Linked DNA regions of Mus musculus: all the other regions are linked to region 3. Evidence: chromatin contacts called from public promoter capture Hi-C data. All regions are on one chromosome and are shown on one strand. Each heading gives the region's core, a stretch centred on a gene start, on an enhancer-like site or on the middle of the called end of the contact. The rest is flanking DNA. Distances are from core to core; before and after follow the strand shown.

What was found. Promoter capture Hi-C pulls out the DNA fragments that hold promoters and counts their contacts. Capture Hi-C pulls out chosen DNA fragments and counts their contacts.
Region 1: a promoter capture Hi-C map of pre-B cells shows a contact between it and region 3, with 2.9 times the contacts expected there. The contact joins the promoter of Cnn2 here to the promoter of Atp8b3 in region 3. A contact is called at or near these places in 2 of 39 promoter capture datasets (liver and pre-B cells) and 2 of 115 datasets of contacts at active chromatin or transcription factors (bone marrow-derived macrophages and pancreatic cancer cells).
Region 2: a contact with region 3 is called in a promoter capture Hi-C map of liver, with 3 times the contacts expected there. The contact joins the promoter of Thop1 here to the promoter of Atp8b3 in region 3. A contact is called at or near these places in 2 of 39 promoter capture datasets (embryonic stem cells and liver) and 1 of 9 other capture datasets (liver).
Region 4: a contact with region 3 is called in a promoter capture Hi-C map of pre-B cells, with 4 times the contacts expected there. The contact joins the promoter of Prss57 here to the promoter of Atp8b3 in region 3. A contact is called at or near these places in 2 of 39 promoter capture datasets (liver and pre-B cells).
Region 5: a contact with region 3 is called in a promoter capture Hi-C map of pre-B cells, with 3 times the contacts expected there. The contact joins the promoter of Rnf126 here to the promoter of Atp8b3 in region 3. A contact is called at or near these places in 1 of 39 promoter capture datasets (pre-B cells) and 1 of 115 datasets of contacts at active chromatin or transcription factors (pancreatic cancer cells).

Annotation. Positions count from the first base shown.
Region 1 is chr10:79,987,152-79,991,592 of GRCm38.p6, reverse strand. Cnn2 (calponin 2) reads right to left here and starts at 2,993. Exons shown (of 7, transcript NM_007725.2): 1 at 2,853-2,993; 2 at 112-233. The coding sequence starts at 2,915.
Region 2 is chr10:81,067,413-81,071,740 of GRCm38.p6, reverse strand. It overlaps Thop1 (thimet oligopeptidase 1), which reads right to left and starts at 1,658. Exons shown (of 13, transcript NM_022653.4): 1 at 1,463-1,658. The coding sequence starts at 1,478.
Region 3 is chr10:80,536,297-80,540,857 of GRCm38.p6, reverse strand. It overlaps Atp8b3 (ATPase, class I, type 8B, member 3), which reads left to right and starts at 1,734. Exons shown (of 28, transcript NM_026094.3): 1 at 1,734-1,842; 2 at 4,044-4,099; 3 at 4,511-4,561. The coding sequence starts at 4,054.
Region 4 is chr10:79,786,527-79,791,422 of GRCm38.p6, reverse strand. Prss57 (protease, serine 57) reads left to right here and starts at 2,438. Exons shown (of 5, transcript NM_001042710.1): 1 at 2,438-2,580; 2 at 3,912-4,065. The coding sequence starts at 2,481.
Region 5 is chr10:79,765,559-79,769,943 of GRCm38.p6, reverse strand. It overlaps Rnf126 (ring finger protein 126), which reads left to right and starts at 2,992. Exons shown (of 9, transcript NM_144528.3): 1 at 2,992-3,191. The coding sequence starts at 3,117.

The DNA.
Region 1 (4,441 bases), core at 1,744-4,243, 550 kb after region 3:
ATCATGCAATAAGACAAGAAAAAAAAAAAAAACCAGAAACATACAACATACAGCAGCCATGCATTGAGGAGCGCTCAGGGGCGATGCCCTTGTGCGCTGATAAACACTCACGTGCATAGGATAACCCCATCTTTCAGACCCTTCTGGAAGTCAGGGCCAATGGAGAGGCCCGTGAGTCCCTCTATCCAGCTTCGGAGTTCTGCTTCCTTTTGGGGGTCATATTTGGACAGGAGCTGGAAGAGCAAAGAGCTAGGACTGAGGTGAGAAGCAGACACGCCCCCGTGGGAGTGGCCTCGTAGATGAGGCCAGAGACAGCGGGGCAAGAAGGGTGTCTGAAAGCCCAGGCCACCTCCTGCCGCCACCTCCTGCCGCCACCTCCCTAGAGCAGGATGACACGTGTCACCTTGGTGTGCTGGGGATGAAAGCAACAGGCTGTGTTAAGTCAGCACCAGCACCAGCACTCAGCACCAGCTCAGCTGGTGGTCCAGCGCCAGTCCATCCTCACAGTGTCTGAGCACTTCCTATAGGCAGAGGGCTTTGCATCCAGAAGGTTCACTACTGACACTTGTAGAGGCCTGTTCTTTTTCGTGGCTGAGCAGTATTCCAGCTGGCCGACCTCCGAGGAGGCCCGACCTACATACTCAACTTCCCACCGATGCGCCGCGCTGGGAGCCGCACCACGCTGGGAGCCCCCCGGCGGGCGCTCCCTCTACAGATTTCTCTCATGTTCTCAAGGCAGCAGGAGAGCTGCCCTGTGTGGGCAGTGAAAAAAAAACTCAACTCTCCTGGCCTCAGTTTCCCCATCTCTTTCTTTCCTTCCTTTCATTTTTTCTTTCTTTCTTTCTTTCTTTCTTTCTTTCTTTTTTTTTGGGGGGGGGTTCTCTGCTCTCACTCTCTATATAGACCAGGTCAGAGATTCACACAGGATTAAAGGAGTGCAGTATTCTTTTTTTTTTTTTTTTAATCTTTACTTTATGTGTCTGTGTGAGGGTGTGAGATTTTGGAGTCACAGTGCTGCTGGGTCCTTCAAAAGGGCAATCAGTGCTCCCATCCATCTCTCCATCCGCCAGTCCCCCGGCCCCCCCCCCCCCGGTTTTTCGAGACAGGGTTTCTCTGTGTAGCCCTGGCTGTCCTGGAGCTCACTTTGTAGACCACTAGCCTACGACTCAGAAAACTGCCTGCCTCTGCCTCCCGAGTGCTGGGATTAAAGGCGTGCGCCACCATGCCCGGCAGTTTCCTATATGGACTGGTTTGTGTAAGAGTTCGCTGTCAGGCGCTCCCTCTCCCCTTCCTGTCTTTTAAAATCCTTCGAAGTGGGATTAGCTGGGTGCAGGGGCAGTCGGGGCAGCTGTTCCCACAGGAAAAAGCAAGGACAGCCCAGAGGGGAACAGGGGTCGGCCAGGGACGCCAAGCATGCCTGGTCCAGCTGTGCCACGTCCCTAGCCACTCTGAGGACCAAGGAGGAGGGCAGGGGCTCAGTCCCGCCCGCTGCGGCCACCTCCCTCCCCACTGCCCTTCAGCGCATTCCTGCCCGCAGGCCACAAACTACCAGGAATGCGGTGGCCTCCCGGGTCTAAATCAAGACCAGCTGTTCCCCAGTGGCCAGGCTCCTCAACTGGACCGAACAAAGTCCCACGGGATATGGGCCAGCTAGGGGGGTAAACTGAGGCACATAGGTCAGGCAGAAAAGTCTCCGGATCCCCCCTCCCAGTGGACGATGCAACCCTTCTGTGACCCCTGCAGGCTACTGGGGGGGGGGGGTCCACTTCCCAGCTCCACAGTTGGAGGGGATCTGAGAGCTCATCCCCTGAGCAAGTGCTGACCTGTCCCTGGCCCCACCCAGCTCCTAAAACTCTATCCTTAGGGCTGTCCTGACTCTTTCTTTCACTTTCTCTGTTCCAGGGAGATGTCCAGTCTGTCCAGGAAGAATTGGGCAGGGTCGTCAGAATGCTGTGTGTCTCTGGGGAGCTAGAGCAACCTCTCTGAGCCCAGGGTGGGAAGTGAAATAGCAACTTGTCTCTAGCAGGCTGAGGATAGCACATGGGTGGCATGAGGTAGGTATGCCTCTCGTGTCACTTGTAGGGACCTGGCAGGTGCCAGTCGGAGGTGGGTCCGACTGGTAGCTTCAGCGTGCCTAGGCAGGTTGCTTGGCTTTAGCTGACTGTGAAACTTGCATTCCCAGGTGCCAGGTGTGTGCGTGTGGTTGGCGGATCTATCTAGAAGGTTTCAGGATGTCAGGCCTGAGCCCCCTAAGTCTGGGATCAGTGTCTCCCTCATCAGCTCAGGACACCTTGCTGTATGGCTCCCCAGATGTCCCTCCGAAACTGGTGACTTCAGTGTTCTCCTGCATTTGCGGTTCCTCTCAGTGAGCCCTTTCCCAGGTGTGTGTGGGAGTCCTGGAACGGACCACACCCTGTTAAGAAGGCCACCGGCCCCGCCCCCTTCCCTGTCCCCAACTTAAGTGGCTTAGATGAAACGGAAGTTTCGACAGGTAATGAAGATGGGGCCTCAGGGGGCACTCTCAGACGCCCGGATCGCTCGTGTGCTCGCTTTCTCTCTCCCGGACCTTAACTTTCTTACATCCTGCAAGGGGCACAGAGTGCAGGAAGCCCGGGGCGCCGGGGACTGAGAGGTCCAGGGGCGGGGCTGGAGGTGACATTCAGGATGCGGATAAAATGGGTCCCCAGCCTCCCAGACGCCACAGCTTCCCACAGCACCCCAGACCCTCCGGATATCAGGGTAAAGCAAAGCCCAGCTGTCCCGGCTCATGCATCGGTCGCGCGTTCGAGGCTGGCGAGCCCCGCTCCCATTGGTCGTGCGTTCGAGGCTGGCAAGCCCCGCAACCCACTCACCCGGTTCTTGACCTCGGCCGAGAGCCCGTAGGACGGGCCCTTGTTGAACTGCGTGGAGCTCATGGCGCGGGACCCCGGAGCGGGACAGGAGGACCAGCGGGACCGGCAGAGGGTCGGGCTGCGGGCGGACGGCCCGGGACGGGGCTGAGCGCCGCCCCCGCCGCCGATTGGCTGGCAGAGCAAATGTCCTTATAAGGCGTGGAAGCGCCGAATTCCTGTGGCCGCGACTTCCTGAGCCCCCCTCGGCCGCCGGGACCCCCGCCCGCCGGAGCCACCCTAGCATCCCGGCCGATCAGGAGGGGCCCGCCGTCCCGTTTGTAGTTGCGGGAAACTGAGGCAGCGAAGGGCGTGGGCTTCCGACCTGGGCCAGAAGTCAGTTTACTCCTCCTGTATCATAGTGAGAGACAGAAAACTGTTCGGTGGGACCCTAAATCCTAAAATCTGGCTAGAAACCTTCTCTGCCACTACCGGCACTTACCAGAATCTTGCTCCCTCTCCAAACATCTCAGTGGGAAGGGGCAGGGGCGGCATAGACAGGATTCTCGAGGGGAGCTTCTCAGAGAAGGAGGCCTCGGGAGCTGGAGCACTGATGGATGAGTTTTTCAGTCCAAAGGGAAAAGGCTTTCTGCTAGAACACCAAGTGCAAAATATGGAGGGTGGGAGAAGGCGATCGGTTGGAGGTCGGGGTGGGGCTCCCAGAAGGGCTGAGGGTTGCTGGCTGACTGTGTGAGGGTGGAGTGGCTGAGGATGATATCCTTTCAGTAAGTGCCTGAGCTCAACCTGAGTCTGTAGATGGATCAAGTTGATTCCTGAGGGGCTGGTCCTGCCCCACGGAACACAGGCAGACAGATGCTGGGAGTCTCAGGGCTTGACAGAGAGGCCTTGGCCATAGGACGGAAGCATAGTTTTTTCGAGACAGGATTTCTCTGGAACTCACTCTGTAGATCAGGCTGGCCTCGAACTCAGAAATTCACCTGCCTCTGCCTCCCAAGTGCTGGGATTAAAGGCGTGCGCCACCACGCCCAGTGGTTGGATACTTCTAAAGGGTGGCTTTCTTCCCACCTCTCTGGGTTTCTGTGATTTAGACAAATCCTTCCTCTCTGGGCTCTGCTGGAGTTTTTGAATTTGTACAGTGGAGCACCGGACTCCAGATGGTCCCAAACTGTGGACAACACAGGTTCCTGTGACCAGGCAGGAAGCCCCAGGTGTCGGGACACTGAAGACCTTTTTGGAATAGTTAAAGAAAGCACTTGTCAAGAGCGGCCATGCTGTGTGGGGTGCACACAGGCTTAGCAGGGTATCAGGGCATCCAGGCCACTGTGCTGAGCACTGAGACAGCAACTGCAGGTGCCACAACCAGGTTCTCTGCAAGAGCAGCTATTTCCCCAGACCTGAGCCATCTCCCCAGCCCACCCTCCTCGCCTCCTTTCTTCTCCATCTGCAGCGCACCTGTATCCACATACACAGCCCTCACACACACCCCCAGTGTTCACAGCCTTCTGTGACTCCAGCTTCAGGGGACCCGACGCCCCCATCTGGCCGCTGTAGGCACTGCATGCGCGTCGTGCGCAGACAGGCACTCAAAAAAA
Region 2 (4,328 bases), core at 409-2,908, 530 kb before region 3:
GGCTACACAGAGAAAAGCAAAAATAAGGAGGATGGGCAGCCACTGAGGAAGATACCCCCTCCCCACACAGACACGCGCACATGCGAAACGAAGGGCTTTGTATTACAAGTAGGGGCAGAGCCAGCCATGAGAACACAGAGTGCAAAGATCTGGAGAACTAGGATTGCAGCATCTTTCTGCAAACATCTGGATTACTGCCTCCATTTCAGGGCACCTCAAGTTCCTGAGGTGCAAGTAATTCCAATTATTCCTGTTCCCATGATCCTGATCATGACTGGGGGGATTATCTGCAGGCATGAGAAAATGTATGGGTGTGAGCTCCAGACGCCACCCCCCCCCCCCAAGGCCGCTCTCAGATACAGGAAGGTCACACACAGGGCCCTTTGGGCTGTTTCCCTAGTCCTCTGTTCATGGGTTAAGATAGGATCTTGCCAGATTGTCCAGGCTACCCTTGCAATTTCTGGAGGTGGGATCCTCCTAGTCTCGGTCTCCCACACTTGGGAAGAGAGGCTGGCACTGGCTCTGTTTCCTTCTCTGGATTAAGCAAGTCCAGGGGACCCAAGATGACTAAGCAGCTGGAGGTGATTGCTGCCAACGCAGACGATCTAGGTTCAATCCCCACAACTGACTAGGTGGAAGGAGAGAACTGATTCCCGCAAGCTGTCCTCTGACCTCCACAAGCACACTAAATAATGTTTAAAAAAAAATCCAAACAAGTCTTCATCTTTTTGGGTCACAGTCATGTCTACAACTGACGGGAATCCCTGCCTGGTAGCTCCACCATATGGGATGCCCCACACACATACACAGCAGACCTGGCAAGAGAAAGATGGGTCTCCCAACCAGCCCTGCCAAAGTGGGGTGACCATAGCCTAAGCCCCTGTGTTGCTGACTCAAGAGGCTGGAGAGGGAGCTCTGTGATCAAGCGTGCTTGCTGCGTTTGGTTCCCAGCACCCCTGAAAGGCAGCTAGCTCTCAACCACCTGTAACTGACTCCAGGAGCAGAGGATGGGCCACATTTTTCTAGCCATCATGAATACTACACACATGTGCAGGTACTCACACACAGACGTACAAACAATAGTTAAAAATAACAAATCCTAAAAATACAAAAGAACCTAGTTGGAAGTATTACTAGGTCCTCTCTAGATGCTAGATAGCACACTGTCCTGGCACCGAGGTTCCCAGGCCACCGTCTCCAGCAGCCTTCCAGGAACTAGAGCCTTTTACACCATGTGTGGGTTTTGCTCATCGCCCCGTTGGCAGTCCATCTTACCCTAGTTAGAATAGCAGGGAGCATGAGAAAAGTATTCTTTTAAAATTCAGTTTATCAAGAGGTTGAAGTCATGGGAAAGTTAGTTCATTCATTTTGCAGACGAAGGGGTCAGGGTCGGGAATCCCAAAGGTTCCATCTGCCCGAAGGAGGAGAGAAAGGGAGGGCCTGGGCGAGGGGCGACCGGTACCTGCGGGGGGCTTCATGGCGGTCGGCTGCGCGCGAGGCGGCGACGGCCCTCCTCTGGTCCTCACGCCTGTGCGGTCCGGATCTCCTCGGAGCTCGCCTCACCTGAGCCAGTTCCTCTGCTGTGGCTCTCAGACTGAGGCGCCCGCCGCCCGCGAGCTCCGAGCACGCTAGGAAGGCGCGTGCGCGCGAAGGCAGCTGGTCAACGCGAGTGTGCATGCGCAGGAACAACCAGTCTGGCGCCGGTGCATCGCGGTTCCGCCCACATTATCCCGAGCTTGCCCTGTCAGTGGTGCGATTTTGCGCATGCGCTGAACACAGTGGAGCCCGCAATTGGCTGTCATAGGTGAGTGAGGCGGAGCCTTACGCACCCTCGGAACGCCAGGATGCTGTTTCCATGGAAACCTAACACCCTCTCTGCCTTGCCTTTTCTGTGAGGATTTCACTCTATACAGGCTGTGTGCGTTTGTGCTTGGTCTGTTCGTTCAATTCATTTCTTTTTGTTCTTCAGCCAGTTCCTCATGACTCCACCTTCTGAGTTCTGAGATGACCAGAGTGCTCCAGCATGCCTGGCTTCCCTCCCTCTCTCTCTCTCTCTCTCTCTCTCCCTCCCTCCAACCTTCTCTTCCTTCTTTCCTTCCTTTTTTTGACACAAAGTTTCATGTAGCCCAGGCTGGTCTGAATTTGCTGACAGGCCTCAAATTCGTAGCAATCCTCCTGCCCCAGCTTCCTGGGTTCTGGGAATGCAAGTGAGAACCGCCACGGGTTTTTGCTTGTTTGTTTTGTTTTTGTAAGCTGAGTGTGCTGACTTATACCTGCAATTTCAGTCCAAGTAAAACAAAACTGACCCAACCTGCAACCTGCAGGAGTAGCCTGGACTATATACCTTGTCTGAAAAAACATGAGAGATGGCTCTGTGGTCAAGTGTAGTTGATAATCGGTGTACTGCAAAAGCCAGGGCTGGCCCCTCCTTCCTGCACCAGCCTGTGGCACGTTAAGATGCCTCCTAGGAGCTGTTGGCGGCTCCTGTTAAAATGTTGGCACCATGACATCTCCTCAGCCTGGAGCTGTCACAAGAACTGTCTACAGTAGTGTATCACCTTTCCCAACACAACAGAGGTTGCCCCTCAAGAACACCCCTGCAGGAGCTGTCCTACAGGAACTGTCCCACAGTGATAGGACCTCATCTCCAGCCTCCTTGAGCAGCCTCACAGAGATGGCGCCTCAGCAAAAGTTGGCTGTGGCCTGGAAGGACTTTCACACTAACCCATGGGCCTGATGCAGGGTAAAGAGGGTGAGGGGGAAAAAAGTCACCAATCCCCGAACAGGAAAACCCACCAATCCCTGAGCTCCTCAAGCTCAGGACTTGAAATTCCACCAATCGTTAATCTGGAAATCTCTGCCCTGAAAAGCCCTGCCTCCTAAGAAATTCTATGTAAGCCCCGCCCTTTGTCTAATTCCCTAATGTTTTACTCCCAGGAGAAGAGGGAAGATTCATCTCTCCACACCCTGAACCCACCAATAAATCTCTTACATGAGATTTTCTGCTTGGTGTGACTTTCTCATCGGAAGAGCCAAGAAGAAGCGAGGTGAAGAGAGGGTGGGGGGTGGGAGAGCGGGGTGCGGGGAAACAAGGCTCCTGAGCTCCTCAGCTCAGCCGGGGATATCCTCCCCTGGGAACTGCAACACCTCTGCTGAGAGGGCTCCCTGCGTGGTTCCTGAGCTCCGTGTCTCCGTGTGCCCTTCCATCTGAGCAGAAACATCGACAGTAATAGCACAAGTCCAGAAGACTGGACTTCAGATCCCCACACCACAGGGCCGCTCACACCTCCAGGGGACCCCATGTCCTCTTCTGGCCACAGCAGGTGCTGTGTACATATGGTGCACACACATACATTTAAGTGTATGCACACAAGCACATAAGCAACTTTTAAAACATAGGATAGTGGAGAGACAGCATTTATTTTAACACGCATCTCAAAGTACAGTTCCTGTAGGGAGAAGCAATAGTCACTCCTGGTCCAAGGTCCAGAAATCTGCTCGAAATTACTCAGTCTAGGATCTGCCCAGGAAATGGCCTCTCCAGAGTCAAGACTGAGGGCCTTCCTGGCTCATTTGACTGACATAATCAAGATAATCCCCCTACGCCGGGCAGTAGTGACGCATGCCTTTTATCCCAGCACTTGGGAGGCAGAGGCAGGCAGATTTCTGAGTTTGAGGCCAGCCTGGTCTACAAAGTGAGTTCCAGGGCAGTGAGGGCTACACAGAGAAACCCTGTCTCAAAAAAAAAAATTCCCCACAGGCAATCAAAGAAGCCATCTTCCCTGTGGTTCTAGATCCAACCAAAGAGACAGTTGACACTGGTCATCAATGGTGCGTGCCTACACCCACCACCACCCTGCCCCAAAACAACTCCCCTGCCCCGGAAGATGTATCTGCAGGCAAAGCACTCACCGTGTTGGGAAGTTTGAACCCCCAGTACCCAAAAAAGCTGGCAGCAGGAGGAGACAGGAGAGTTCTGAAGGAGCAAGTGCCCAGGCTAGACCAGCAGAATCTGCAGGCTCTTGCTTTAATGGGAGATTTTGGCTTGAGATCCAAGGTGGAAATGAATGAGGAAGGCACTGGACCTCAATCTCGGTCTACCACAGACATGTCACACAAGGCACATGCACACGCGTGCACACACACAACACTGGGACAGACAGAAATGTGACCTGGTGGCAAATGCTTTTATCCCGAGCCAAGTTGCCTCTGATGTGTGTGAGCATGTGCTTGTGTGTGTGTGTGCCTGTGTGTTTGTGTATATGTGTGCATGCATGCACGTTTAAATGTATGTACTTGGGTGTTTTGTCGATTGTGCCACCTGCATG
Region 3 (4,561 bases), core at 485-2,984:
GTCAGAAGAGCAGCCAACAAAGACCTTAGCTAACCCTGGCTCTGCCCTGAAAGCCAGAGGCCTGCACTCGAGGGAGCCCTCTCCACTGTGATTACCCCCATCCTCTATAAGTCAGGGTAGGGGATCTCCCCAAAAAAGGCCATCATAAAGATGTGATCAGATGCTCACCGAAAGCTGAGTGAACCGAGTAGCTATTTCCTCAACATGCTCCAGGGACTCAAAGCTTCCAGAGTTTGCTATTCTGGTGGAGGCTTGGTCCTGAGTGCCGTCCTTATCCCAGCCACCAGTTCATTCATTTTATGCCAGCATACACTGGGAGACAGGAGGTGGACATAACCACTGAGGGCTAGGTTAGAGGCAGGGCTGACTACAGCCTCTTCAGGGTGTACCGTGGCCAGCATCCCTGGCATACATCCACTGTACACAGGTATCAACATAGCCCATCAGTGCCTTGTGGGCTCCCTTTCCCACTTAGGCATGACAGATACAGACCTGGCTCAACCGTGCTCACTGGTGTGCAACCTTCCCACTCCTAATCCCCAATTCAGCAATGTTTAGTTGGGCTGGAGTATACTGTGCTTAGTGTGCTTGGAAGATGCTCTTCCCAAATGCAGGAGATGTAGCTCAGTGAGAGGCTGCTGTCATTATATAGGGTGGAGGATTAATCTGCATTCCCCTACATAATAAAGCTTGAGACCAGTTTGAACTTAACTCCTGCCCTGCAGAATGAAGCTCAGACCCACCTTTTCTGAGCCTGTCCCTGATACCCCAGCCATGCCCTAGTCTCTGCCTCCCTCCCTGGATCATGACTTGACCCTTTTCTTCTTTTCTCCTCCTCCTCCTCCTCCTCCTCCTCCTCCTCCTCCTCCTCCTCCTCCTCCTCCTCCTCCTCCTCCTCCTTTTGGTTTTTCAAGACAGAGTTTCTCTGTGTAGCCCTGGCTGTTCTGGAACTCACTCTGTAGACCAGGCCTGCCTCTGTCTCTGCCTCCCAAGTACTGGGATTAAAGGCATGTGTCACCACTGCCTGGCTTGACCCTTTTCTGTTCTACGGCTGGCCTTATCTTGGCCTTGCCCGCAGAGATTCCAGATGCCAGACCCCTGCCTTTCCTCCCTGACCTCTTCCCAAGGCTTTCCTGTCCTTTCTAGTTTACCCAAACCCCCTCCCTCCTTCCTTCCTTCCTGGCCCTTGACTCATGCCTCCGCCCACAAAGCATTGTCCCATCCTTGAGATGTAATACCACGCTCACCAGGAATAGACTCCCCTGGAAGCCTGGTCTCCGCTTTTTTTTTTTTTTTTTTTGAGACAGGGTTTCTCTGTATAGCTGTCCTGGCTGTCCTGGAACTCACTTTGTAGACCAGGCTGGCCTCGAACTCAGAAATCCACCTGCCTCTGCCTCCCGAGTGCTGGGATTAAAGGCGTATGCCACTACGCCTGGCTGTACAATTAATTCTTGCTCCACCCATAAGCCTGGTTTGTAGCACAAGGTTGGCTCTGCCAAGCTCCTAAAACACGACTCCGCCCACGAGACCTGACCACACCCCGAAGACTCAGCCACGCCCACAACTCCAGGCTCTACCCTTACCCTCTGTGCCATTCAACTAGGCCCCACCTTCTCCAGGCCCCGCCCCTGTCGCCTGGTCCTATCCTTCTCCTGCCCTTAAGCTGCAGGCCTTAAGGCTCTGGTAGGCCCCGCCCCCTTCGCAATGCCCCGCCCCACGAGCCCGCGCCACCCGTTTCAGACCCGTTGGCACCAGGCTAACAGCTCCACAACATCGGCGGCCCTGGACGCCGCTGGCGGCCCGCCCTAGGCAGCCAGGCCCCACCAAGCCCGGCCCTCGCAGGTGAGCACCGATGCTCACGAGTTGTGCATCCTTGGGCGCCACTGTGACCTCTCTGTGCTCTAGGGGTCTTGGGCCCGGATGCCAGCACTTGAGACAGGAGATGGTGCCCCCTTGAGGTTCATAAAACCAGACACCGAGGTGGAGCTTACCTACAGGACAGTTTGGTGACCACTAGAGTTCACTAGGGCTGTGCGTCATGGCCGCTGGGGAATACTGCTAATGGGGTGTCTGGTGAGTGGGCAGGAACACTTTGGAACAGGAAGATTTTGGAAACTTTGAAAAACATTGGAAAGGAAGACTGAGTGCAGTAGCAATTCTCAACCTGGGGAGGGTCAAACGACCCTTTCACAGGGGCCACCTAAGACGATCTGAAAAAAACAGATATTTGCATTATGCTTCATGACAGTAGCAAAATTAGTCATGGAATAACAACAAAACCAATTTTGTCGTTGGGGTCCCCACAATATGAGGAACTTATTAAAGGGTCATAGCATTAGGAAGGTTAAGAACCCCTGGACTAGAGTGTTCCCTAGAATCAAGATCTCTTCACACATCCTTCCCACACCCTCTCCAGCCTCAGTTTTCCTCACGTGATAATCAGGGAAAAGCCCAATACCCAGAGCTGGTGCTGAGCCAGGAGGAGGTGGGGCCCCAAGATGCCCTGGGGAAACACATGACTCAGACACCAGGACTCCTTGTCCTGGGGGAAATGTGGGTTCAGCAGACATTAAGACAGTGAAAGCTCTAGAAGAGAGGTGACCAGAGGCAAGATGGGGGACACCCCAGCTGCTCAGGAAGCCCCCAGGAGGCGCATGATTCCCACGGGCCGGTCTGGGAAGTACAGAGTGAAATTTGGAGGGTGAGGAAGAAATCCACCAGGCAGGGTGGTGACAGTGGGGGGCATATGGGTAAACTGGGGGACCGATGGGGTGAGTGCTCAGGTGGTGGTTGAAGATCTGCCCCCCGGGAAGGGAGCAGGGAGGACCCATGTCACCAGGTATAGGGCTGTCTTAAGTTACCAGACCCAGCCAGGAGTGAGAGCACAGGTCTGTCATCCTAGCTCCTCCAGGAGGCTGGAGCAGAATTATGGGTGTAAGAGCAGCAGAGTGAGACCCTGTCACTACACTTAGCAATCCCAAGGCCAGATCTTTTTGTCTCCCTCCTCCTCCTCCTCCTCCTCCTCCTCCTCCTCCTCCTCCTCCTCCTCTTCCTCCTCTTCCTCCTCCTCCTCCTCCTCTTCTTCCTCCTCCTCCTTTGAGACAGGCTTTTGCTATGTAGGGCAGAGTGTCCTTGAACTCACAGCAACCCACTGACTTGGTGTACCAAGGGCAGGGATTAAAGGGATCTGGTGTGGTGCCAACACACCAGATCTATCTTAACATGGCTCCATGCTCATAATATACGCAAGCCGTGAGCTGTCACATATACAACCCCTCAGCTCCGTGGGGTCAGTCAGCAAACATGGACTGAGCATGTGTGGGGTGTGGGGTGGGCCTTGCAGGAGCAGGTGGAACAGGAGGGGCATGGAGGAGACTGGACGGGCCAGCCACAGCTTCCTCACTAGGGCTCGAGGCTACAGCATCTCAGAGGTGGGGTTCCTTGCCTCAGGTGACCAGCTATAGATGGGGGATGTAATGCTGGGTCCTGCAAGTCCAGAGAGCAGTTCTGAGGTAGACATGAGAAGGTGAGATATGCATGTATGATAGATAGATAGAGAGATAGAGAGATAGAGAGATAGAGAGATAGAGAGATAGATAGATAGATAGATAGATAGATCCATCCTCTAACCTATACCCCAGCCTTTATTTTTTTTATTGATTTTTGTGAATACCTAGGGCTACTTCTTTTCTTTTCTTTTTCCTTTTCCCGTTTTATTGGATATTTTCTTTATTTACATTTCAAATGTTGTCCCATTTCCAGGTCTCCCTTCCAGAACCCCCTATCCCATCTCCCCACCCTCCAGTCTTTATTTTATTCCAACACAAGGTCTTGCTGCTCACCCCCGAGCCAGGCTGGGACTTGAAGCCATCCATACTCGTGCTTCAGCCTCCCTTGTGCTGGGATTCCCTTGTGATTGGCTTTTGCGGCAGTATTTTAGAGAGCAGATCTCAAGGTCCATGAGGGTAGTGTCAGACACCATCCAGAAGCACTGGACAGCCAGGGTGATTGTGACTTAGGGGTCTTTCTTCCCCACTCCACAGCCCCACCGGCATGGATGGAGTTCATCTCGGGGAGAACCTTGAGGATAAAGACACAGGTGCGGTCTCACATCATCGGGATGGCAGGATGGAGAGGGAGGAGAAGCGGGGTGACAGAGGGGTACCCCTCAGCCCTCACTAGAGACTAAAATGGGGTTATGTCCTCAGTCTGTCCGGTGATGAGGAGTTGCTGGGACCCTGATCCCTGAGTGGAAGTGGCTTGAGGGTACTGCACACTGAGAATCCACCCGTCACGGTTCCTCCCACCCAGCGCCCGATACTAGGAGCAGTTGGGCTCAGCCGTGTTCCCTTGTCCAGTCCTGATGTTTACCAGCTTCCTGGCTTTACATGGGCATCTACTGTACCTGGGGCCCTTGGGGGCCTATTAGCCCTCATGCTCCAGGGCAACGCTCTGGCAGTTGTCCCTGGTTGAGCCCCAGAAGTTCCAACCTCCTGCTGTCTCCCCGCAGAGTTCACCTGGGAGGTGAAGGCCAATGACAGAACCTATCACAAGCAGTTCA
Region 4 (4,896 bases), core at 1,189-3,688, 750 kb after region 3:
CTGTAATGGGATATGATGCCCTCTTCTGGTGTGTCTGAAGAGAGCAATAGTGTACTCACCACATATATTAAATAAATAAATAAATAAATCTTAAAAAGAAAAAAGCCCGAAGTGAGCTGATGTGGCTATACAAATCTGTCACCTCAGCACCTGGGAAGTAGAGGATAAAAGTCCCAGGTTATCCTTGGCTACATAGTGAGTTTGGGGGCAACCTGGCTACCTGAGTCCTTGTCTAAGAAAAAGAGAGCCACTTCCAGGAGAGTCGGAGGAAATGGAGAGCCAACGTCCTGGTTGGTGAGCTGGGGGCATGTCTGAGCCTTGCACACCATTCGTCTCTCATTGTCAAAGCCACTGACAGATCTTCACTGGGTCTCTATATACACATAGTGTCTCAAAAACACAAAAATCAGGCAGTGAATAAATAAATAAATAAATTAATTAATATCTCAAAGGGTTCCCAGATGCCCCAGAACGGAGATGGGAGCCCTTCCTGGGTTTCTCAGGCCAGGCCAGGGTCCAGATGGCTGCTGGGAGCTTGGCAGTTGGCAGTTGAGGTGAGTGCAAGATGGTTTCACAACCATTCATCAAAGCAGAAGGAAACAGAGAAGCAACAGGGCTCCTGCGTCTGCAGCCTGAACTTTTCCTGCACTTGCTGTGCGATTTTTTTCCCCCCTGAGACACAGTTTCTCTGTGTAGCCCTGGCTGTCCTGGAACTCACTCTATAGACCTGATTGGCCTTGAACTCACAGAGATCTGCCTGCCTCTGCCTTAGAGCTAGGACTAAAGGCACGCGCCCACCCTGCATCACACACCTTCCCACTCTCTGTCGTCATCCCCGCTGATTTCTCTTTATATCGCTGTCTTCATCTCTGTTTCTGTCTCCCTCTCATTTATTTTATTTGTTATTTTCTGAGTGTTTTTCTGTGTGTATATACCACATGCATGCAGTACCCACAGGAGCCAGAAGTGGGGACAGATCCACTGCCACTATGTGAGTGCTATCAACCAAACCCAGGTCCTTTGGAAGAGTAGCCAGTGCTCTAAACTGCTAAGCCTTCTCCCCAGACCTGCTTTCTGTTTGTTTGTTTGCTTGCTTGCTTGCTTTTTGTTTGGCAAGGACTCACTCTGTAAAACAGGCTGGCTTTAATCTCAGAGACCCATCTGCCAGTGTCTCCAGAGAGCTGGAGTTAAAGGTATGCATCCTCTTCAGGCTTGGCTTTCTTTCTGTCCTTATCTCTGTCTTTGTCTTCCCCTCCCTCTCTGTCTCATTCCACCTTCACCTGTTTCTGTTACTCTCTTATGTTCCTCTGGCCCTGGCTCTCTGGGGTCTCTCCCTCCTTCCCCTCCTGCTCTGTGTCTGGTCACTACTACCTTCCTGAGCCCTGGCTCCCTCAAAGGCCAATGGTGCAGAGCTTCCCCCTGCATCCTCAGTGGGGGATGGAGTGACCCTTTTGGGAGGTTGTTGCTAAGACAACAGTGCCTTCTCCTGCAGGATGCCCTTGCTGACCCTGAGCCCTCTCCCCTTCCTGAGCTGTCTGGGACCACTGTGCACCCTGAGTTCACCCAAGCCCCTCTCTGCTCTTAGGTACCTACCATTTGCATCAGCCCTGGGGTGGGTCCTACAGGCCAACTAGGGCATAGCCTGTAGCAGACTTAATTAAAGCTGCAGCATCTGCTAACAAGCATGGACCAGTACAAGCCCAGCCAGTGTGTGCTCTGGGCTCCATCTCACAACCTAGGGGAAGCTTATGTTCCCACCTTACGTGGGTCCATGGTAGACAACACCTGTGGCCTTAGCACTTGGAGGATAGAGGAGGGAGAGGCAGGCAGGCGTTCAGGGCTATTCTCAGCTGGATAGCTAGTTCAAGAGCGTATTGAATTAGAGGCCAGATAACTGAACTTTCTCTCCCAAAGGTCCCCACCACGAGGAAACCCAAGCCCAGCACATATCCTGATGGGTGGTCTCTGGACTCCAGACCTTAGGGTCACTCTCTGCTATGTCCCCAGTTCTTCCAAGGAAGTATGGTATACAGTAGGACCTCAGTAAAAGCAATAAAGTCAGCCCAACTCAGAGCCCTCCCCAAAGAACTAGCTTTATGGTCCTCACTGACCTCAGGTTCATGATGGGGAAACTGAGGTCAAGGGTCAAGGTGCTTGCTCCTGGGCTACCTGGCTGGGGACAGACAGATAAGCAGAGTTGGTGCTTCCAGGATGACTGTCCCCTGAGAAGGTCTGAATGCGTTCAGTGGCCAGATAATCTAGTAGGAAGGTACAAGGGGAGTTTGAGCTCACAAACCAATCTTGTTTCTAAACTTCTGGGTTTTCATGAGCAGCACAGTTGGAGACAAGAAACAGTAACGTGGCCTCCCCTGATTTCCAGAAGTGCCTGCTCCACCTTCTGACCACAGACCACAGACCCGGAACAACTTTCTGGACTGAACCGTTGGGTGCCTCCTGCACCTGCAGACCTCACCAGAAAGATGCCATCCTCTACAGCTATGGTGCCTGGGACAAGAGGAGGCTGGCACTGTCTGGTGCTGACTACAGCAGCTGCCCTGACCCAGCTCATGTGGCTCCCTGGTGAGAACTCCAAATGGCCATTAGACCCTACCCAAGGTGACCAGGCTCCCACACAGGATGCACGTGTACTCTTGCTCAGGCAGGAGGCTATGGGGTGGGGGTGGGGCAGCCAGTAGGGACTTCAGCCACCTCAGGTACAAGATCGTGGAGACTGGGCTTCCTAGCTTTTGTTTTGTTTTGTTTTTATTTTTGTGTGTATTAGTGTTTTGCCTGTATGTTTGCATGCCTGCAGTACCTGGAGGAACCAGAAGGTGGCATCAGATCCCCTGGAATTTACAGTCGGTTCCAACAATCATGTAGATGCTGGCATTAGAATCTAAGTCCTCAGTAAGACCAGCCAGGGGTTTTAAATAACGAGCCATTTCTCCAAGCCTCCTATTTTTTAAAAATTACATTTATTTATTTTGAGAGAGTACATGTAGATAGTGCTTGTCACAACCAGTGGAAAACTTGCAGGGGTCGATTCTGTCCTTCTACCATAGGGGTTCCTGGGATTAAACTCAGATTGTCAAGCTTGGTAGCATGTGCCTTTGCCTGCTGAACCTATCACAGGCCCAAAAGGTCTCCTAGCCTCAGTCTTTAATTATCTATCTATCTATCTATCTATCCATCCATCCATCCATCCATCCATCCATGTCTGTCTATCTGTTTGCTTTCAAGACAGGGTTTCTCTGTGTAGCCCTGGCTGTACTGGAACTCACTTTGTAGACCAGGCTGGTCTCGAACTCAGAAATCTGCCTGCCTTTGCCTCCCAAGCACTGGGATTAAAGGTGTGCCCCACCACTTGGTCCCCTCTATTTCTCTTAAGTAAAGTGGGTTTCTCGTGGTCCAGGCACCTTGAAATAGCTGGGCAGCTGAAAAGGGAATCACCTTGAATTCCTGATCCTCCTGCCTCCACTTCCAGAGTTCTGAAACAGCAGGCCTGCACTGCTACACCATGCTTATGTGGTGCTGAGGGTGCCTGGGACTGGCTTTGTCTGTCTGTCTCATCTCTGTCTCTGTCTCTGTCTCTGTCTCTGTCTCTGTCTCTGTCTCTGTCTCTGTCTCTGTCTGTCTGTCTGTCTGTCTCTCTCTCTCTCACACACACACACACACTCACTCTTAGGCGAGGTCTCATCATGTAGCCCTGGCTGGCCTGTAACTCTCCATGTAGACCAGGCTGACTCTGAACCCACAGAGATCCTCCTGCCTTTGCTTCCTGGATGCCTCCCTCTAGGTTTGCCCCTTCCTCTCAGCCCAGCCTCCACCCCTACTCCCTGCCAGGGCTGTGCTCCATTGCCCTTGATTTACCTGTCCTGTCCTTGTCTCTCACATTGCCCCACCTCTTCCAGGTTGCTGTGGGTCCTACATTGTTGGAGGCCATGAGGTAACGCCACATTCCCGGCCCTATATGGCCTCTGTGAGCTTCGAGGGCCATCACTACTGTGGAGGCTTCCTGATTCATACCCATTGGGTGGTGTCAGCTGCCCATTGCTTCAGTGACAGGTGACATGCTGGGGCCACTGAGGGATAAACTTAAGGCCATCAGGAAGCCAGGATGTGACACAGACAGGACCAACTCTCTACCCCCACGCCCGGGCACTTCTGGTGATAACAATCAAACATAATAACTATGATCATCTTCGACACAAGCGACATGTGCTACTGTTTGGACTCACATTAACTGTGGGGAGAGCAGCACAGTCCGGGGACTCCAGCTACCCAGAGGCTGGCTCAGGGGGATGGAAAAATGAAGCTCAGTGTTAGCTACAGTCTGGAACCATGTCTCCATAGGCAGACAGACAGACAGTTATAGGATAGTAGTTAAATAGTAGAGGTCTTAACTGGAGTGTGGCTCAGGGATGGAGCCCCGCATAGAATCCCCAAGTGAGAGTCTGGGGGTGTTGCCCATTTGTGGAGCCCTTGCCTAGAACCCTCAGTGAGGGGTGGGGATGGGGTCAGGTAGAGTGCTTGCTCAGTGAGAAGCATGAGGTTTTTAGGGTTGTTTGGTTTTTTTTAAGATTTATTTATTTTAAATTCACTTTTCTTTTTTAAAGATTTATTATTTATCTTATGCACGTGAGTACACTGGAGCTGTCTTCAGACACACCAGAAGAGGGCATCAGATCCCATTACAGATGGCTGTGAGCCACCATGTGGTTGCTGGGAATTGAACTCAGGACCTCTGGAAGAGCAGTCAGTGCTTTTAACCACTGAGCCATCTCTCTAGCCCCTTAAATTCTTTTTTTTTAAAAGATGTATTTTATTTATTTATTTATTTATTTATTTTGGGTTTTCGAGACAGGGTTTCTCTGTGTAGCCCTGGCTGTCCTGGAA
Region 5 (4,385 bases), core at 1,743-4,242, 770 kb after region 3:
ATTATTAGGAAAGAATAGAAATATTAGAAAATGAAACAGAGCCATACAGAGTCCATTATCAGAAAGTGAAGGAATTGACTAGGATTATGAAAAGGCATTCATATGAGAGACAAAGTCATGGAATAAGGGAACACAAACACGGGATACTTTAAATCAGAAAGGAAAAAACTATTTAAGTTATGAAATGAGTTTTGCACATTTGAGAGAGGTTCCTGGTCTCCTTTGGATATGTATGGATAAGCAAGTATAGGATACATAAAGTTATATACTAGTAAAACTAAGTCAAGACATTGGGACTCTTAGGAGAGTCATTGTGTGCAATGTGCAGAAGCAGAAAGCTAGCAGAATTACTGAGTTAAGGGTTAACCTGACTCTTTCTGGCCACTGCCTGGCAGCTCTGCCCATGTCATTTGTCATTAGAGCGTCACGGGAAAGCACGTGTAGCTGATCTCGGAGCTCTGACCTCTGAAGTACAATAAGTCAAAAGTTAAAGTTTAAATGATGGTAAGTTTGCAGTTATTATTATTTTAGCCACAGGCCTGGGAATAGGGGAAGCTTGAAACTTTGGGGAAAAAGTGTAATTCCTGGTTCTTTGTGGGACATGATTATTCTTTTGAATTTGATTTGGTAATGATTATACAATGTCTTTTTCTACCTGCTTTTGGAATACCAATAAAAGACTGGGGCAAGAGAAAGGTGAGAATGAGGTACTCATGAGGCGTGCAAGGTGTGAGGCGAGTGTAGGGTGAAAGGAGAGAGAATATGAGGGGTGTGTGTGGGAAAGAGAGTATGAGGAGAGAGTGAGAGGAGAGAGTGAGAGGAGAGTGTGTGAGAAAGGGAGCAAACGAAAGAGCACAACCGCAGCCTCAAGAGTACATACTGCGTCAAGCTGAAAGAGAGAAAGTGGGGGGGGGGGGGAGAGCTCAACTTTAAGCCTGTCAGTTTGTACCCGAAAAGTTGACTGTGTGAGTTTATTATGGGTCTTCCAGATATCACTGCTTCCAGTTGAAAACTCCGATCCTGTGTTGAGGCTAGACCCCGACTGTGTGTGTGTGTGTGTGTGTGTGTGTGTGTGTGTGTGTGTGTGTATGAGAAGGCTCCCAGGATGCAAGCTCTGCCATGGTTCAGAGAGAGAGGTTAAGCTATTTGCCCAATGACACAGCAATGGCTTGATTGGGAAGTCAACCCACGCCCACTGCCCCATAACTTTTCAACTACCCTGAGCTGCTCAGAGGAAGGTCTCTCCATTGAATATTGGCGTGTTTAAACGACTGAGGGGCTGCCTCACCACAGTAGACTTGGCTCTAGTGGGATAACTAGTTCCGATTGATGGGGGCCATGTGCCCTCTGGTGGTCAATGCCGGAATGGGTGGGAATGGGGACAGAAAGCAGGCCAGGTGTGAAGGTTGACTGTCCCTCCCCTTCTTGCAGGAATCCTAACTCTGAGTAACTCCTATTCTTTCTTCAAAACTCTGCTTGCAATGTACCCTCCTCACCCCCAGGAAGTCATTCTTGTGTCATCAGAGATATCCAAGGTCAGTTTAGAGTCCAAGCCTCCCCCCTGCCTTATGGTGCTGGAGTGTTTGTGTGCATTTCATAGACGCTAGATGAATGTTGAACGAATAAGTAAATAAATACAGGAACTAACCTCAGAAACATTCTGGGCCTAGCCTAGAAGACGACGCAGGCTTCATTCACTCCTGAAGAGTCACACGGGGTGCCTGCGGGCTAGAGGATCCTCCTTCTACCAGAGAATGCATCCCTTCTTCATCCTTATCTCGGGTGTTTGTGGAACACCTGATGTGTATCGTCCAGACATGATACTCCCTTCTGCCCGGCACTGTTTTTACAGATTATCAGGTGTACATAAGTGTATGTAGGAGGGCTGTAGAGACCGCGTGAAAAGGCAACATTGCAGCCGAGACTCCGGAGTTTGGGGGACCAAGCACTTGGAGGCACAGGCAGTGCAGTGCAAGCAAATATCCACAGGCAAGCTTGTCTGGAAGGCTAAATGAGGGGAAGGAAGCTGGGAAATGAGGGCTTGATGGTTCGAAGAAGAGGAGGAGTCTCTTAGGCCCCGTCCCTCACTTTTTTTTTTTTTTTTTTTTTAGGGATAGCCCTAACAACTTAAGCCATTGGCAAGGCAACCAAGTCCCGCCCCTCAAGGACTCCAACTTCGCGACTGTACTTGGCTTTCCGAGGCCTCTACATCCAATCCCGTATGCCGGAGAAACTCAGCCCTGTCGACTACATCCCCGCTCTGGAGATAGTCACCCGCCTTCAGGCTTGCCCATCCTCGTTGCCAAGGAGACGGCCCCCGCAAGCTTGGAGCTCCGCCTCCAGGCTCACGCCAAATTCCTAGGCGGATTCCAGGATTGGTCCCGTCGCTGTCTCGTCACCATGGAAACCCGGCCCCGCCCTGCGCAGGCTCAGCCTGCGGACCCTAAAGCTTTCCAGTTGCCTACAGGTTATAACCTACCCCAGGTTGCCAAAGAGACATCCCGGGCCCCCACGAAGGCCCCGCCCTTTGGTCGCGGAGGCTTCCCCGAGGCCCTGTCCCACGCAGGTTGCCAAAAAGTCTTCTCCCCCACGTAGCCCCGCCGCTCGCTGGCCCCCCATCTCTGACTTCTTCTGCTTCCATGTCTGACTTCACCTCCTAAAGTCATCGCCAAGGCGACCCGCCTTCGCGCTGTCCCTGGACTTCCGCACTCTTCAAGCGTGACTCCGCCCTTCCACCCCCAAGTGCCAAGCCCTCTAGACTCCGCCCACACCAGATAGGCCACGCCCCCAAGATGCTCTGCAGTCTTGACCCTCACCTCCGTCCCGGTTACTAAGGAGACTAGGCTCCGCCGCTTCGCCCCCAGGCTCCGCCCCACACACTGGACCCAGGTCTCTGGCTTCCGGAAATACTTATTTTGTCCTAGTGCGGCCACCGTTCTCCACGAGTCAGCCCCCCGCAGCGCGTTGCCCGCGTTTCTCCGCGAGCCCCACGCCTGCCGTGCGTGCCGTGCGTGCCATGCGTGAGCGTGCGCGGGCGCGTCGGCCGGCGAGGGAGCAGCAAACGGCCGGCGGCAGGCGCCGCGCGGGGGGCGGGCGGCGCGGAGGCGGCGGTGGCCATGGCCGAGGCGTCGCCGCAGCCCGGACGGTACTTCTGCCACTGCTGCTCGGTAGAGATCGTGCCGCGCCTGCCGGTGAGACCTGGGCGGGAGGGCCGTGGAGCTGTGCGCGCGAAGCTGGCTAGAGGGGAAATTGAGACCCGGCGGGGTGCGAGCAGCGTGGCGGGCAGGTCCAAGAACCTAGGGCGGCGGCGGGGTCGCCCGAGGGACGCAGGCTTGGTCGGACCCGGTGGGGCTCGGAAGCTGAGCTCCGCGCTGGGGACGGCCGCCGAGCGCGTGGCCAGGACGCGGGGGCGCGCGGCGCGGCCTCGAGCGCCGCCCCGGGCCTCGCTGCTGCGCCCAGAGGAGCTGCGAATCCGACGGCGGAGCTGGAGGGTCTGGGAAGGTCGTACCTGCACCTCCTTGCCTGTTACAGGCCTTGTGCTAAGGCTTCAGTGTGGCTTTGACCAGTTGCATCCCCCGGTCCCCACCTGGTTGTCCCCTGGCCTCCTGCTTCTTCCTCGTAGCTTTGGACATATCTATCCTGAGGACCCTGCTTGGGTGTCCTGCATCTTTTCCGGTTCAAGGTGGTTTTGTCCAGGTGCATGCCAGGGATCCTGCAAGTTTCTTGAGAGTGACTTTGACTAGGCTGGTATCCCCAGGCCTCCTCTCCCAGGACAGAACCTCCCACCTTCCAGGCATCCCTTGTTTCATACCCAGGTTTGAGGCTCGCTCCTGGAAAGGTGATCGCTCAGTACTTGCAACCTACCGTGGCCTTTCCAGGCCAAGCGTGGAGCCTGCTCCTGCCCTTCGAGGTGGAAGCCTGGGTGGGTCCTTGAAGAAGTAGTAGCTAGTTTGGTGTAAGCCAATCTACCATTGCGGAGAAGGTGGTGGAGTAATTAGCCAGAGTCTGTCAGGGTGACGACGGGGTGGGTGGTAAGAGGTGCTGTAGTTCCTTCTGGTCTCTGCACTCTCCCTCTGGATGGTGACACCATGACATTCTTCAGGGCGATTAACTCCAAGAATTCAGGTGGTGGCATACACCTTTTATTTCAGCACTTGGGAGGCAGAGGCAGGCCGATGTCTGAGTTTGAGGCCAACTGTTAGTTCCAGGACAGACAGGAACCCTGTCTAGGAAGGGGGGCAGCTTGGAGAGAGTGGTATGTGGGGTGCCAGGTGAACCTGGAACATAGGAATTGATTGTTATTTCTACTTGTGTTTCCTGTGCCTCAGCCTTGCCTCCCCAGATCTGCCTTGACGCCCCTGGACTGGGGACTATGCTGCCCCTTG